Linked DNA regions of Cricetulus griseus: region 1 is linked to region 2. The links are chromatin contacts, called in public Hi-C maps. All regions are on one chromosome and are shown on one strand. The core of a region is the stretch at or near the end of the contact, and the rest is flanking DNA. Distances in the headings are between cores, read along the strand shown. Region 1 holds the start of Mroh8 (protein MROH8). Region 2 holds the start of Blcap (bladder cancer-associated protein).

Region 1 (5,193 bases), core at 1,529-4,028, 300 kb after region 2:
CTTTCCTCCTTTCCCTTACAAGCACCCAACTGGTGGGACACACATTAAGTAAACAAACAACCTCAGACTGGAAGTATTGTTACATTAAATGCAGTAATGCTCACACCAGCAAGAGTCTGTTTTAAAGTATCTGAGAGGAACGTGTAAGGAGATTAAGGTTCTCCTAAAACACTGTGAGCAGAAGAAAGGCAGCTTTACCTTGACATCTGGCACTTGGGCACCAAGGCTGTTGAGTCCCACGATGGAATAGAAGGCAGACTCCAAATTTGTGAAAGGACGATCCAAAGAGGCTTTCAGTCTCTCCACATCATGCTTGGTGAGGTAGTGGGTAGGTGTCAAAGCCTGGGTGGTGGCTACGATTGTCAGGGCCAACAGGAAGACAGCGCTGGAACCTTTGACAGAAATGGCTATTAAGTACATGTCACATTACTCCTAGACACAGTCCCAATAATGAAGCACCAAGGTCTGGGAGCCCAACCGCGTGGGAATGGGTAAAGAACTTAGGTTGAGCCTCAAGAGACCGGGAATGATGACCCCATCTTCAACTACCAGGACAGTCTTTCATGGAAGCTCCAGGACAGAACAAATCCTGAACCCTTATTTTCCTGTCACCTCCTCTCTTGACCACTCCAACAACTGCCACTTTCCAGCCTATTCCTCAAGAGTCCGGTTCCTTCCCACCTGGCACTCTTTTCAGGTTTTCCTCAACTTCAACTTTGCATATTGTGCCCTTTCAGGTTTTTGCTTACTATCAAGAAGCTTTCCTTGAATTAGGCCCCAGTACAATGAAGAACCCAGCCTCTGGGCTGTATAGGAACCACAGTCAAGGTATTTAGCTATTGCCTCAACTTCCTCAAGCATAAAGCAGACAAGTGTCATCCCTGGGCTTGTTCTGAGTTAAGGGGGAAAGATGTTATAGAATCATGACTAGTCTGTAATGAGCACTTTGTACAGTATCAGCTGCTGCTCCCATTGCTTGCTTGCTACTGCAGCCAGTCAGCAAAGTCTATACTGTGCCTAAGCTGCATTTCCACAACTAAGAGTATGAGAGGACAGCTGGGCAGTGGTGGCACACGCCTTTGGTCCCAGAACTCAGGAGGCAGAGGTAGGCAGATCTCTGGTTTGAGGCCTCATTTACAAAGCGAGTTCCAGGACAGCCAGGGCTACATGGAGAATCCCTGTGTGTGTGGGGGGGGGGAGATAACACAAAAACATACCCCTCCCCTGCAAAAAAAAAAAAAAAGAATATGCAGGCTGATTTCTCTGCTAAACTATAAGCTCTTTGAATCTAGATTCTAAGAGCTGGAGGCTAAAGACTATTTTTCATGTTTATCTCAGTATTTTCAAGTCTTACAGACTGCCAGGTATGGTATGCACAGAGTACATGAAAACAGTCCCATCTGTGACTCCCCTAGGGGACATGAAGAAACTGTAGAAATGGCATCTGTCTCTTTCATTAAAAATAAAAACAAGGAAAGCTTTTGAGTAGGCTACGTCATGAATCAGTTGTCACCCAAGTTAAAAGCATTAAAAGGCAATTACAAAACTAACATCAATGGCCCTAAATCCTTTGCCTACAGCTCAAGTTGAATTTGAATTAGAATCTGGTAAAGGCATTACCTTCCAAAGAAGAAAGCTGAGGACTACAGTAGCTTACATGTGGCCAGTCTTGGTTGGACTCAAACCCAGTCAACACTACAGAGCTCACATTCTACTTAAAAAAATTAAATTAAATTGGGGCCAGAGGTGTGTACATATAGAGGTCAGAGGAAACCTTGGGAGTCGGTTCTCTCCTTCTACCATGTAGTTCTACCTGAAGCTCGAACTCAGGTCATCTTCTATGAACAGTAGTTTCATTTAAGTCTTTGTGTGTTTAGACTGTATGTGTAGAAGTAATGGCTTAGTGTAGAATTCATACCCTGGGTTTGATGCGTAGTAACCTCTAAGTCCCAAACCCCATAGTAAAATAAAGAGCTCTATAATGTTCAGTACTCATCAGTCTACAGTGAAGCTCCTGTGTGCCATGCACTTGCTTTTCTCTCAGTGCTGGGAACCAAACCCACTTCCCCAGCTCCCTAGGCCCTAACTAAAAAAGAAAAAAATTAAGGTTCATTAAGTTATCTGTCCCTGCCCTAAGACACATAACTGGGACTCAAACTTGAGACAGTTTCAATACAAATTCTGACTTGAACCACTTTGCCAACAAATCAAATAGTGAAATGGCAAGCTTTGTTCACTGTGTTCCCGAGTTACTGCCTTTCTCTGGGATTCTACTCATCGGCCAGGGGGGAATAGAAGATATACACCCAAATACCGATTTTTAAAAGGATGACACTAAGCTTCCACACTACCGTGTCCATTCAGAATCTACCCGGCATCGAATTTTGCCCTGCACTGTTAAAAAGCAAACGCAGAATACCATTTAACACAGATCTTACGAAGCAGATACCAAAAGAGCAACTGGGGTGCAGATGGGTTAAGTCCCTGGCCCCTGGTCTCACAGAGAATATGTGGCCGCTAACACAAGTCTGCACCTCTATAACACTTCATAGCCTAGGCGTTAGGCGAGGTGAGCCTCCCGTCCCTGTCAGGGAAAAAACCCTAGAGTCCAGCGACATGGTCAAAGGCTTTCACGATGCCGCGGATGGCTCGCAGACAGGACGTAGGCCGCCCGGACCACCAGAATGAATGAAGGCGGCCAGGCCCGGGTCCGCGCGGTTCGCGCTGGGCCTCGCGGGGACCCGTAGCCGCGCGTCGCACGCCTCCCCCTCCCCGCAACAATCCTCCGGGCCGCCCTCCCTTCTCTAGAGCTCGCAGCCCTCCGTCACACCCACGACCCCGAAAGCGCCCGAGCCCATGCCCCTGCCCCGTAGGGGAGGGGAGCAGCGCCTGGTCGGCGCCCGTGTGATCCGCACTAGCCTCCCGCGGGCGACGCCCCGCTCCCCAAGGCGTATCGGCCGCGGGGCCCCACTGTTGAGCCATGCGCAACGCCTCACCCGGCGGCGCCATTCCTCCGAGCAGGTCCCGGCGGAGCCCGAGCAGGCAGACTTCCGCTGTGGGAAGTGGGTCCAAGAGCGCGCCGGAGGGGACGCCAGGGACCCGCACACGTCGTCGGCCAGGATGGGCTCCCGGCAAAGGTCAGTCTCGGCGGTCCCACCGGGCAGGGCCGACCTCTGCAGCCGCCGCGTAGGGGGTCCAGTCGTGGCGTGCGAACCGCTTTCGGGGTTCCTGCTTGCGAGCCCGACGTCTCCCCCGCGCCGCGGCCCACTTGGAACCGACCGCCTCTCAACCGTCCTGCTCTGGCCGCCACCCGGACGCGATTGGACGGGGACTTGGGCTGGGCCTGAGACGGGGCCGCCTCTGATTGGCCAGTGCCAGCGACTGGCCGGACGCCCTGTCCATCACGGGTCTCTCCCGCAGCCCGGCCAATTTTAAAGCCGAGGCAAGGGAGGAGAGTCGGCTGTAGTGACGTGTTTTTAACCCCTCTCGGAAGTTATGGTCGAAGGGTTACTTAGATTGTTAGTAACCGACTTATGCGTCATTTTTTTTAACCAGGTTTAAAATCAGTGAGCTATAAGTAACTCTGAAGGGCGTTTTTATAGATATTTTATACTTCGAGAATTTCATACAATGTATTTTGATCATAGTTATTCCCTTCCCCAACCCCCTATCCACTCAACTTCATGCTCCATTTCTCTCTTTCAAAAAACAACAACAACAACAACAACAACAAAAACAAACAAACAAAAAAAAAAAACAGGCCGGACATTGGTGGTGCACGCCTTTAATCCCAGCAGTTGGGAGGCAAGACGGGGTCTCTGTGAGTTCGATGCCAGCCTGGTCTACAGAGCGAGTTCTCCAGGACAGCTCCAAAGCTACACAGAGAAACCCTCTGGAAAAAACAAAAACAAACAAAAATAAATAAATAAACAAACTAAGCATGGAGTATCACTCCATTGAAAAAACTGGACTTTCCTTCCCCCGAAAGTTATCAATTATGAATAGCTTTTGTGTCCACTTCCCCTTCTCTGTACCGGGGTTTTGCAGGTCTTGTACACAGTCTCACAATCTCTGTGGATTCATATTGCAGCTTCCCTGCTGTGTTTGGAGACTGCTGCTCCCTTGAAGCCATCCATCACCTCTGCTTTTACAATCCTTCTGTCCCCTCTTCCACATAGTTCCCTGAGCTTTAGATGAGGAGTATGATATACACATCCCATTTAGGGCTGAGATTTCCAAAGTTCTCTGCATGGTGATCGGTTGTGGGTTAATTGCCATCTACTCCAAGAAGAGGCTTCTCCTGTGAGGACTGAAGGATGCCCTGATCTGCAAATTAACACACTCAAAATGGAAGGCCAAACTAGTAGGTGGTTCCAATTACTGAGCATTTACAAGACAGTTTGAAAGCGTGCTAAGCCTTCTACACACATCATTTCATTTCCTCCTTGTCATTATTCTATGAAGTGTGAAGAGATACTTTTAGCACTTTTAAAAGAAGGAAATACTTCAGCCTGGGGAATTCTGAATACAGTCTGCTTTTAGCTATTGTGAACATGGAGAGTGTCAGAGAATAGGAATGTTTTTTGTCTTTAGTATTGCCCCAAATATTATTCAGCTATGTTAGAGAGGGTTAATTCTGTGCCTAGTAAGTACCACGCCTCCATGTAGTAGCCAACAATGCAGTTATTTCACTTTGAACTTTAAATTAAGGAAAATTTAAGCTTCAGCTCCTCAGTTGTAATACTGTTTCAAATGCTCACTAGCTCAACCAGGGCAATTTGACAGATATTTTCATTATGCCAAAAAGTGATATTGGGTAGTGCTTGTAAGGCCTATGCTCACTTACAGGGCCAAGGCCACTGGATATGGCTAGCAAGGAATTAAACCAGGGTTGGGTTGGAGGGGCCCCAGCAAGACTGAGGCTGAGACAATCTTATTGAGAGCAATCGGACTTTTTATATCTTTATCAGAAACAGAATATAATGGTGATTGCCAGGATCAATACTGTAGTAGACACCAGGATACAATGGCATTTGCAAGCTGTATTGGACACACAAATGATTAATGTCTAAGACCAAATGTCCCATCAAGCTTCCATACTTCCTTGACTTCTAAGGAAACATACAAAGAAAACACAAACTTTCCTGAGTGTTTCACTGCCTGAAGGAGTTCCTCAATTTCTCAGGGACCGAA
Region 2 (5,041 bases), core at 1,023-3,522:
TAAAGTTCCCTGGCTTTAGGACCAGCTTGATAGGCGTTTCCCCTACCTGAGCCAAGTCTTTGCATCTTCCCTTCCTTTCCTTACTCCCTGAAACCACTAATTGATTGCTATCACCATGGATCAGTTTCACCTTCCTTTGAACAATGGGATCATGCCCTTTGCATTGGCTTGGGCCCCCAGCTCCTTTTAGCCCACATCCTGTATGTCAGAGCAATCTGTAGTGTTTCATGTGTCAGTGGTTTGTTACATTTATGTATAAAATGCACTTGTCCCTCAAAATTCAGAGGGGATTTCAAAGCCCCCAAATATGAGGATGCGTAAGTCTCTTGCATAAAATGGTGCAGCATTTACAGGTAACCTACACACATCCTGCCATGTACTTCAGCCCAGCTCTAGACGGCTGAGCTAAAGCCTCTAAGAGCTACATAGGCAATTATTCCATTATGATTTTTTTTTTTTTTTTAGGGAATGATGACAAGAATGCCTTGCAAATATTTTACAAACATTTTTTAACCTCCCATGCAGAAGAGAGGCTACCAAGTGTCAAATGTATCCCACAGACTGCACACTGCACTGTGGACTGGTCCATTCTCCTGTGGATGGACACTGCATTGTCTCCAGACTGGCTGAACCAGGAACTCCTCTGCTAAAGACAGTCTTGCATGGGGCTTCAGGGAGACCCAGTCCACAGGCGTGGAGAATCTGGGCATGGCACAGGGGTGTGATGAGAACAAGGAGATGCTGAGAGTTTTCTAGAGTGGGTGCAGCACCATCAGCTGTGGACAAGAATGTGAGTTGCCTTGTCCCTGCCAGTGCTCGGCCCCATTTTCATCTATCTAATCAAGAGCTTCCTGGCTTTCTGGTTTCTCCTGTTGTGGATGACGGGAGTACCAGGTACCATACACTGGTCATTATGGGCTCATAAGCAACTGAACAACAAGAGGTCATAGGCCTGCTGTAGTCTCAACTAAGGGAAGAATGAATATTGTCTTGGGTCACAGGTGATACCGGGAATGGGGATGGCCATTGTGTGAGCATGAAACCAACTGAAGGACAACAGAGAGATGGAATGAGCCCAGGTCCTCCGTGACACTGCCAAGCGACTCCATCTGCTACCCATTTCCTTTTTAAACCAGTAATTTACAATGGGTTTCTTTTTTAACTTGCAACAAAAAGAGCACAGGCTACAGACCCATCTCATTCCCAAATCCAAGGTGTCCCTTGTCTCAACAGCAGCCAGCCAGGCAGAGTATTTCTTCCTACTTGAACCCCTGCTTTATGGACCAGACTGTGGCAGTGGGGACAATAAAGTCTGCTCACTGCATCCAGCTCTTTTCCTGGCTCCTCCCTAGCCCACTTTCCTTCCTTCCTTCTGACCCTGGCTTCTCAGCAACATCACGACCCGAGGAAGCCCTAGCAGCCCGTCTAGCTCCATTCTCCCTATGGACAGGATACCCAGGCATTTCAGCTACAACTTCTCAGTCACACTCCTGATTGTCCCCAGCAGCCTGTCTTTCTTCCAGCTTTTCCACCTTGGGTAAGGGCTCCTCACCCCTTCCTAGTTAAGACCAATGCCTGTGCCTCACGGTTGAGTCTGATATGATCTCTTCTAACTCCCTTAGCCACCACCTGTCTGAGTCACCGTGACTTTGGAAAGCTGTTCAGGTTGCTTAGCTGGTCTCTCATCCCGAACCTCACCTCCATGTCTTCTAATCCTGAAAAGCCAGTGGTCTTAGAGAGACCCAAATTCTTTTTCATTCCCCCTAAGAAAACAGCTTCCAATGCCTCTCAAGACGAAGATCCAAACTCATGACCAAGGTGCCTGTCATATTTTTGCTCATCTCCCACTCTGCTTAGGATTGTCACCCTCATGTCTGGAACAATACCCCTGGGCTCACACAACGCACAAACTCAATTTGCCCAAGAAGGTTCCAACAACACTCATTCTTCTTCAGGAACCAGGATCCCATTAATTTCTCGTAACTCTCCTTACTTTGCCTCATAGTGCTTCCCACGATGTCTAATTATGTACTGGTACGATTGAAAGTATTAGGATAAAGTGATCACAGGGTGATAGTCTCACCTCTTGGTTGGGAAAACTGGGGTCAGGAGCCGAAGTCTACCGCCAGCATTGCGCTTGCGCATAGTATGCGACCAGGACCGAGCCTAATTAGCTAGCGAGTGAACACACTGACTCATCTAAACTTTAACAAGCCCGGGGCGAGCCATTTCATCACCCAGAAGGAACCACGTTCTGAGCCCAGTTCTTTGCCCATGGTTGAAAGGGCCAGATCTCGTGGCCAGATCTGAGCCACGAGATGTTTTCTCGGAGTGCGTTGACCACAAGATAGAAGAGCTTAGTGGGAATCAGGGCAACTAAGCGACGCCGGCCCGCCCCGCTCTCAAACAGTAAGGATCACAATCTGCTGCATATGCATAAGGGGACCATAGGCCAGAGGTTCGGGGCTACCCAAATGCGCCTGATTAAAAATTCCTCGGGCTTGAGGAACTCAGAGGCCTCCTAATTTTACTCTAGCTCATATATAGCTTAGGAAAGATGTTTTGTGCCGGACACTGAGGGAAAAGTACCCGAGAGTAGTCCCAATTTGGGCCTGTCTGTCAGGCGTCCGCGGCGGACAGCCCGATTCCGGGCGGGGTCCTTGGGCCGCTCGACTAGAAGATGAAGGGGGCGTCTCCCCAGCTTCTGCGGCGTCGGTGGCGAGCTAAGGTGGAGGCAGGCTGCGGCGGCGACGGCGACGGCGACAGTGGCGGCAGCGCCATGGCGGGGCTCGCAGGTATCGTGGCGTCGCCCGCCTGGGCAGGGTGAGAGGTCCTGGGCGCGGCCGCGGCGCCATGTTGGCCCTCCGGGGTCACCTTAGGCGCCGCCTGGCCCCTCGCCGGGACTTTCCTTCCGCGCGGCCGGGGGCGGGCGTACCCGCGTCGGGCGACCGCCCGGCTTCTCCCCAATCTGGACCTTGGTGGGAGTGTCCCCTTCTTGTCCCGAGGGTGGGTTCCGGGGCTTCTAGCTGTTACTTTTGCCTACAAGGTCAGCGAGCTCCCCGGATGGGACTGGGACAGAGGGGCGCGACCACCACCTCCTCTGCTCGAGCCCTTGGCAAGGGGCTCAGCTTCTGAGAGGCGGGCCACTCTTTCCTCGCCACTTCAGTCTCTTCTCCCCTCCTTCCGAAGAAGTGTGGGGAGAAGGGAGAACTAGGCTCCCAACCCTGTCTTTGGTATCTGGAGTAATTGGGTGACCATCTGCTTCGGGTCCCGGATCCTTCTCCCACAAACTTTTCACCGATTCTGGACACCGGTTCCCTCTCCTCCGGTGTGTGGGGAGTGGCCCTCAAGGGCAGCAGAAGGAATGGAATGCCTGTCACACTCGCCTTGGCCTGGAAAGGAAGAATGGGGGATGGGGACAATCGATTTTTCCTTCCTCCTTCCAAACCACTTTTCGTTTCCTTCTAGGTCCCATGTTTCTTTTTAGTTGGGAAACTGGGACCTGTTCTGGTTTGTAGGTTCTTTCTGTTTATAGGTTCGGATCTTCTTTTGTCCCTTTCAGGGAACTGATGTATTGGGGACGGCTTCTCTGCCCTGCCTGACATGGTTCAACCATCCTGTCAGCCTTCTGGACTTCAACACCAAAGCCAGGACCCAAAAAAGTTTCGTTTTATGTGCTCATGCCAAGTGTTAGAGCGAGCTTACTTGTTTCTTTTAAATCACAATTCATTAATGTCAAGAATTCCTATTCAGAGATTGGGTGTCTGGAACATTGGTCAGTTTCCAGGGACCCGATCAATTCTGTATCTGAAAGTGAGCATCTTCAAGTTGCTGCCAAGTCAGTTTAACTTCTTGTCTGTTGTTTCTAAGGGGAATCAGAGTTAGGCTGCCCTCTGTTCTTGTTCTCTATCTTTGAAACACGTGCGTTTCATTGCAAGCTTGTCACTGTGTGATCTACCAAGAGCCGTTTATTGCCTTCCTCTCTGTCTCCTGGCTCTGCCCCAAGAATGTTCAGGTATCTGTATCCTGCTGTGGTATAAGCCCTGTGGAAGGGAGACAGGATCGTTTCCAGAGAAGATTGTGGTGAATGTGGAAGAAGTCAGTGGTCACCTGGAAAAAGAGACTTTGATAGACTGGGGTGTGGGGGCAGAGACAGAGAGAGAGAGAGAGAGAGAGAGAGAGAGAGAGAGAGAGAGAGAGAGAGAGAACACATTTAAATCTCCTGGGGGAGATTGCCAGCTGAGACTCTCCCTTTGGGGTGTTGGCTCCTGAAGAGATCCACGTTTGAAAGTAGATATCTAGGAAGTGGCCAACAGCAAGCCTGCTTGCCCCAGAGCCTCAGTAGAAGGAGGCTATCTTTGGCTGGCCCCATAGCCCAAGCCAGAAAACATATACCCTGTCCTGTCCCTCAAAGGAATCCCTTCTTTCAGTCACAGCTCAGTCACTCTGCAGATAGAGGTAACAGTCACCTAGAACCACATTTCTAAAAGTTTTGGTTCTCAGTGACCTCCACCCTACTGAACTTGAACTAACTGGTCAGCCCAAGAAGCAGCCTTCTCTAGCATTAGTCCCTGGAATCTTCATGTGTTACTAGATTCCCGTAAAGCTATTCCACTTCCCTCACAACTTGTGTGCTCTGCCTTTGTCCCTGCTTGGAGGTGGCAGCCTCTTTAGGAAAAAGGGATATCTAGCTCTGTGTACTAAAGGCTTGGCAATAAAGGAACACACCCCATTGTTTATGTGAGAATAAAATGTTTAAATAGTATATACCTTGCGGAAACATTTTATAAATAAGGTATATTTGGATCAGGCTTGCAGATGTAACACAAGGATGGGGCATGAACACATTCCTTCTGCCTTCTCTGGTGGGTTTAGTTTGCTGTCAGGACAGCAGGGTATGGGGTGGGAGAAAAAACTGGATAGTGGACATTGCGCATTATAAAAGCCACCAGAGCAGCCCTTGCCTGGAAGTCCACCTAACTACACTACACTCAGCACTGCTGGAGGGTAGATGGAGGAAAAAACTTTCATCTGGAGAGCC

Evidence for each region. Hi-C and Micro-C count contacts between places; a contact is called where the count stands out from the background.
Region 1: a contact with region 2 is called in a Hi-C map of liver, with 2.8 times the contacts expected there. The contact joins the promoter of Mroh8 here to the promoter of Blcap in region 2. A contact is called at or near these places in 4 of 8 Hi-C or Micro-C datasets (the CHO-K1 cell line, fibroblasts and liver).

The regions. Positions count from the first base shown.
Region 1 is chr6:22,272,929-22,278,121 of CriGri-PICRH-1.0, forward strand. It overlaps Mroh8 (protein MROH8), which reads left to right and starts at 2,779. Exons shown (of 24, transcript XM_027421276.2): 1 at 2,779-3,137. The coding sequence starts at 2,857. It overlaps Rpn2 (dolichyl-diphosphooligosaccharide--protein glycosyltransferase subunit 2), which reads right to left and starts at 3,130. Exons shown (of 17, transcript XM_027421279.2): 1 at 2,997-3,130; 2 at 199-392. The coding sequence starts at 3,009.
Region 2 is chr6:21,972,074-21,977,114 of CriGri-PICRH-1.0, forward strand. Blcap (bladder cancer-associated protein) reads left to right here and starts at 2,273. Exons shown (of 2, transcript XM_027421260.2): 1 at 2,273-2,409. LOC103158741 (a long non-coding RNA gene) reads right to left here and starts at 2,218. Exons shown (of 2, transcript XR_003486460.2): 1 at 2,084-2,218.